2 separate regions of the Mus musculus genome follow, and region 1 is linked to region 2. The links are chromatin contacts, called in public Hi-C maps. All regions are on one chromosome and are shown on one strand. Each heading gives the region's core, a stretch centred on a gene start, on an enhancer-like site or on the middle of the called end of the contact. The rest is flanking DNA. Distances are from core to core; before and after follow the strand shown.

Region 1 (2,700 bases), core at 96-2,595, 190 kb after region 2:
GTATAGATGGCCTGTTTCGGTGCTCTTGGCATCTGTTGGCACTAAACTGAGGCAGTGGCTCTCAGTACCCCATGCCCTGCCATCTCCTCTCAGTGGAACTGGGGCTCAAAGATGGCAAATACTGGAAGCCTGTGCCTGGAACTCTTTCCCTTGATTCAAGTTTTCAAGTAATGTATGGAAACACTGTATGGAAACACCGTAATGAGACCCACAGCTTGGCTCACTGACTCTTTTGGAGCTTTTGTTTTTATTTTATGTATGTGAGTATCTGGCCTGCATGTCTGTCTGTGCACCGTGAGGTCAGAACAGAACATCAGAAGCCCTGGAACTGGAGTTGCGAGCTGTGATGTGGGTGCTAGGATCCGAATCTGGGTCCTCGGAAAGACCACTGGGTGCTCTTAATGCTGAGCTATTTCTCCAGCCCTTTTGTGTGCCAATTAACAACAACAACAACATAAAAATTCCAAAACCCAGTGGGCCCTAGCTGTTCCTGAAGTGTCCATCAGAGGGCGCTGTGTACCTGGGCTGAACACAGGACAACCCCTGCTCTGGGTGGCAGACTTGGAGTCCGATGGGTCCTAGGGCAGAGGGGTACATCTGGGAACCCCGTTACTCCCCCTGATGCTGGCAATCAATGGGCCAAACAGCTGTTTTCTCTACCCTGGGACCTGGCTAGCCTGAGGTTTCATGGGAGGTATGTATGCCTTTCCAATTCAGCTACCTGGGATTCCTCTCCACCTGGCGCTAGGGCCACTCAGCTAAGCCACTCTCTTTGATCCTTGAGCCAGGAAGGTTCTGTGCATCTTTCTCATATATGACCTGGAAACCAAGACTCAGAGACTGTACTTAACTCCTCTGAGGTCACCCAGTGAGTGGGTGGTCAGACCAGGATCTCAGCCTCGGATCTCCTGACACCCTGCCACCCCCTCCCAGGTTTCCCACCAGAAAGGGAGGGTTCGGAATCCTGCCCCAGCCTGTGGGTTTCCCAGAGCTCAGGCTACTGCTGGGATGCTGCCGCAGCAGAGGGGAAGGGAAGTAACTTAACGGAAGGAATGTGTGTCTGAGGGTGGCATGGGATGGGTGACTCAGCACAGTAGATGCGAGCATGGCATGACAGGGACCTCTGTTAGGGATGGGGGAAGAAGGCTGCTCCCCAGTTTTGCTTGGTTACTGAGAACAGAGTTGTGTTGTTGGACGTGTGTGTGTGTGTGTGTGTGTGTGTGTGTGTGTGTGTGTGGTGGCAGGGGTGGGGTGTGGAGGGGTGGTGCTGTGGAGGAGGTAAGATTGGTGGGGACCAGGACAATCATCAAGTCAGAGGGATCCCAGAGGAAGTGTCTACCCCATGCCGCTAAGGATTGACCAAGGTATTCTTCCTGCTAAGTTCTGGGCTTCCTCAAAGGGACCCTGCCCCCAGCTCGTTAGTTGACTCCTTCTGGATGCTTCCACTTGGCCACCATGGCCCACAGAGCCCACGAACGGAGGCAGAGGTGTCCCAGCCTCCGTCAAACCTGAATCTGCTTCAGCCTGAGCCCCTGAACTCCTGGCTCAGCATGACTGATGTCCTAAGAGGGGAATCCATCTGTGCCCAGACTGAGCTTAACAGGGACACAAGTGGACACAAGTCCAAGAAAGTAGGAGTATGGGCTGGTGTGCTGGCTCTGGGTTACCCCCTGAGCTTGCTGCCAAGCCTGCAGACCTGAATTTGCCCCCTAGGGTCCACATGGAGGGAGAAAAGCGACTTCCATCAAGTTGTCTGTGCTTGCTCACACACTCTGGCATGCATATCTGCACTCATGACCATGCGCACGCGCGCGCGCGCGCGCGCGCGCGCGCACACACACACACACACACACACACACACACACACACACACACACTCAAGAAAAAGTAAAAAAACAAAACAAAAAACCAGACTACAGATATTCTGTGTCAGTGACCTGATGATGTCATCACAACCTGGTCCTTACTTTCCTCCATCAAGAGACCAGTGCAACTTTCACACGCAGAAACTTTTTGGGGTGCCTCCCAGTTCTTGTGGATTGTGAAGTGGGACTCAGGAAAGGAGAGGAGCAGGTGCCCTGCTGGCCTCTTGCCTATGCTGCCTGGGACAAAGGGAAGTCCACCCTAATGGCCACCTGTTCCCCCAACTTTCCCTTCATACCTTGCTCTAGAGCAGTGGTTCTCGGCCTTCCTGATGCTGGAGCCCTTTGACACAGTTCCTTGTGCTGTGGTGACACCCTCCCTCCCCAGTCATTTTCAGTGCTACTTCATAACAGCAATTTTGCAATCATCATGTAAATATCTGTTTTCCAATGGCCTTAGGCAGCCCCTGTGAAAGGGTCGTTTGACTCCCGAATGGGTCGTGACGCACAGGTGAAGAGCCACTGCTCTAGATCTTCCAGTTGTGTTGCATCTGTCATGCGAGTCCCAGAGAGGGCTGGGGAAGCGTAATTAGCGATAGATCACGGCAGTCTCTTTCTGCTTTGTCCAGTAGTCAGCTTAGCTGGTGACCTCTGTGCAACTACACAGCCCAGCAGCCCTGCACAAGTCTGCTGGGCACGCTGTCTAACCCTTGTCTCTTCTATATTATTGATTTAGTGTGAGGATGGGACACTTTAGAACTCGAAGCGTCACAGACACCGATTCCCTGGGGAGCCTGAGGGGGGGGGGGGGAGAGTCTTAATGATCCTGGGTCCTTTG
Region 2 (2,961 bases), core at 15-2,514:
GGAAAGAGGAATGGTGGCAGCTGGGCCCAAGGGGAACGATCAAGGAGCAGCCAGGAGCTCCAAGCCACCCGCCGTCTTCACGACAAGGGGCCACCCGCCAGCCTGGCCGTCGCCGCCACCGCCGCCAGCCGCCGGTGGCCGATCTGACCCTCCCCCGGAGCCGGCGGCACCACAGCGCCACCAGCTCCAGCTCCGCCGCGCCGGCGGGGCAGTGGCGGCGGCGGCGGCGGCGGTCCGCGACTCTCTCCTCCAGGAGACAGAGGAAAGAGAGAGAGAGAGAGAGACAGGCGCTTCACCCCCCACCAGCAACTCCCCACAAACTTTCCCCGGGAATACGACGGGGCTGAGCCGGGGGGAAGGAAGGACGTGACTGGCGCGAGGGGGACTAGCGTCCCGCAGCTCCCCTTCTTTGCAGCCCTGCCACCCCTCCAGAGCCACCCCGTGGCGCGTCCCCCTCTTTAGCGCGCGCGAGTTCCCACTGAGCCCCCGTGGGGGGGGGGGACCGCCGCTCCCCCCTCCTCTCCACCAGGGTCCCGCGACAACGACAGCGCGCGGGGTAGGCGGCGGCGGCGGAGAGGACGATGAGGATGATGATGGCGATGATGGTGGGGAGGAAGACACCCTCCGGGGTTGAAGGGGGCAGACACCGGGGGGCAAAGATGTTGGTGGCGGCTGGCGGCTCCGGCGCCATCTTGGGCTGATCGATGAATTGAACAAAGAGGATCAATTTCTGATCAAGCCGAGTGATCAATGAGAGCCGGGGAGCCCGAGGGACTCGCCGCCGACTCGGCCCCGCTCTTCTCCCGGCACCCCCCTCCTGCTTTCCCCCGTCGCCTCAGCACCCCCGCCAGGGCCCTGGCAGCCCGGAGTGTCACCCTCCTTCCTGAGGGAGGCCGCGACCGCCCGCAGCCCTCACCCCCCGGGCGCGAGGCCGAGCGCCGAGAAGCCTGACCTGCAGCTGCTGTAAATCAAAGCGCTTCCAATATTGAAACATCGATCCCACATTGGCCGCCATCTTGAGACATATTGAGACGGAGTGAGAGGCTGATAGAGAGGGGGCTGGAGTTCAGGAGCCGCCAGGAGGCAGCAGGCGGGCGGGCGCCAAAACCCGGCCTGGAGCCGGCCGCCGCCTCAGCCACCGCGGACGCGGACTCCTTCCTCCTCACGGCGCCGCCGCCGCTGCCGCCGCCGCCGCCGCCACCGCCTCAGCCATGGAGTCCGAAGCCTGAGGGAAACGCGGCGGCGGCGGCGGCGGCAGCCTTGACGCGCGCGCGCCGCGCTCTCTCTCCACAGCCCGAGCGCGGGCATCCGGGGCCCTCGCGACCCCTCACCCTTTTTCCCGCGCGCCCCGCCACAAGCCCCCCTCCCAGGCCGCGCTGCGACCCTACGGCGGCCCGGCCTCGAGGGGGCGCTGCGGGGTCTCCTCCGGACCCCGCAGCTCACCTAAAGGGCGCCCTCCCTCCCCAACACCCCCGCCCCCGGGAAGGTCGCGGTCGCCGGTGGCCAGCGCTTTAGGATAAGGTGCCCCTCGCTCTGCGCGCCTGAGGACAGTGGGCTGCGCTGCGGCAGCGGGGCGCGGGCGCTGCGCTCTTTCGCACGGTGCGCGCGGTGGAGCGAGCGGAGCCCACCTGCACAGCCGGCGGTCGGGACCCCACCGGCCAGCCCGCGCGCCGGGGCTGCGGGTGACCTCACTCCGCTCCCCTATGCGCTCCAGCTGGGGGACCTCCAGACCACAGCGGTCGTGAACAGTGTTTCATATTCAAGGAAGTGCAATTGTGTCGTGGTAAAGGGGGCGGAGGGGGTTGACCACCAAGCCTTGGAGCCTGCGGCTGCTGCCGCCGCGACTCCCATTCACGTCCTACACATTCCGTTGCAATCCCCAACTTGCACCGGGACACATCAGCGAGTGGCGACGGCCTCCCCACCCTTCAGAGCCGCTCCAGCGTCCGCCAGGACTGGGGCAAGTCTTGGAGCACAACTCTGTCCCAACCATGCTTCTGCGACACAACCCCAGAAACTTCCTCTGGGGTTCACACAACTCCGCGCCTCCGTCTTTGCAGGCAGAAAGTTTGAGAGCGTGCAGTGCACTTGAAACTGAGCGCTCGTTCCTAAGTTTTGAAGAAGAAAAAAAAAAAAAAACAAAAACGCTCACATTTAAACCGGGAGTGGGGGGAAGGAAGTTCTCTTTACATTTCCTTCTAGACCCAAAGCACGCGTTTCAGGATCGTCATCTTTAATGGATTTATTCACACCAGAGAGTTTGCGTTTACAGTAGGAACACAGTGTTTTCACTTTGCTGCACTTCGGTGAACGTGTAATTAGTTAAGACAAATCCCTAAATTCCTTAATCTTGAAAATTATATGTAAATAACGTCTGTATGGAACACCAAACATGACAGTAGAAAATAATTGCTCTCTGAGCCAAGTTTGAGGGCTTAGCGTTATTCGGTTGCGGTGAGATCGATATTTTTGGAGAACGAGGTTGGAAATGAAAGTCCCCCCGAGATTTAAAGAATACAAGTGTTCCCGGGTCTTGCAACTGCACCCAAAAGCCTCTGTGTCCATGCAGCGGTCGGGACCGGGCTGCACTCCCAAGTCGCAGCCTTTGAGGGGCAGAAGCCACCCGAAGCAGGTGCGTGGGAGCGCGCGGGCGTCAGGAGGCGCAGAGCCAACCTCAAGTCTGGATGCCGTGACGCGGCGCCAGGCGGGACACTGCGGACCTCGGGTGACCGCGAGCTGCAAGGGAGTCAGGCGCCGGAGCCGGAACGCGCGGGCGCCCGTGCTGCAGCTCCATTCGCACCGCCCAGTAGAGGGCAGCGGCTCCCCGACACTCGGGTCCTCAGGGTACCCCCCCCCCCCACACACACACACACACACACACACACCACTGCCCCAATGCTCGTGCCCACCCCAGCTCCTCGTACTTGGCCACACCCTGACCGAGATCCAGGCGGGAAGCAA

The links. Hi-C and Micro-C count contacts between places; a contact is called where the count stands out from the background.
Region 1: a contact with region 2 is called in a Hi-C map of the C2C12 cell line, with 2.6 times the contacts expected there. The contact joins the enhancer-like site here to the promoter of Cux1 in region 2. A contact is called at or near these places in 5 of 39 promoter capture datasets (the SN4741 cell line, embryonic stem cells and neural stem cells), 2 of 15 datasets of contacts at CTCF or cohesin (pro-B cells and stem cell-derived epiblast-like cells), 68 of 484 Hi-C or Micro-C datasets (the AML12 cell line, B cells, the Ba/F3 cell line and 32 more), 19 of 115 datasets of contacts at active chromatin or transcription factors (the 230-238 cell line, the SCID.adh cell line, astrocytes and 9 more) and 3 of 9 other capture datasets (embryonic stem cells, macrophages and pancreatic islet).

The regions. Positions count from the first base shown.
Region 1 is chr5:136,759,471-136,762,170 of GRCm38.p6, forward strand. All of the region lies in intron 4 of Col26a1 (collagen, type XXVI, alpha 1), which reads right to left. Among named protein-coding and RNA genes, the nearest start is that of Gm30654, 66 kb to the right of the region's middle. Within about 2 kb of position 1,346, at least 13 of the 459 cell types and tissues checked have an H3K27ac peak or open chromatin away from gene starts, as enhancers often do. A contact at or near this core is called in the C2C12 cell line, the HL-1 cell line, bone marrow-derived macrophages and 1 more, where this site is marked.
Region 2 is chr5:136,566,226-136,569,186 of GRCm38.p6, forward strand. It overlaps Cux1 (cut-like homeobox 1), which reads right to left and starts at 1,265. Exons shown (of 23, transcript NM_001291234.1): 1 at 953-1,265. The coding sequence starts at 1,015.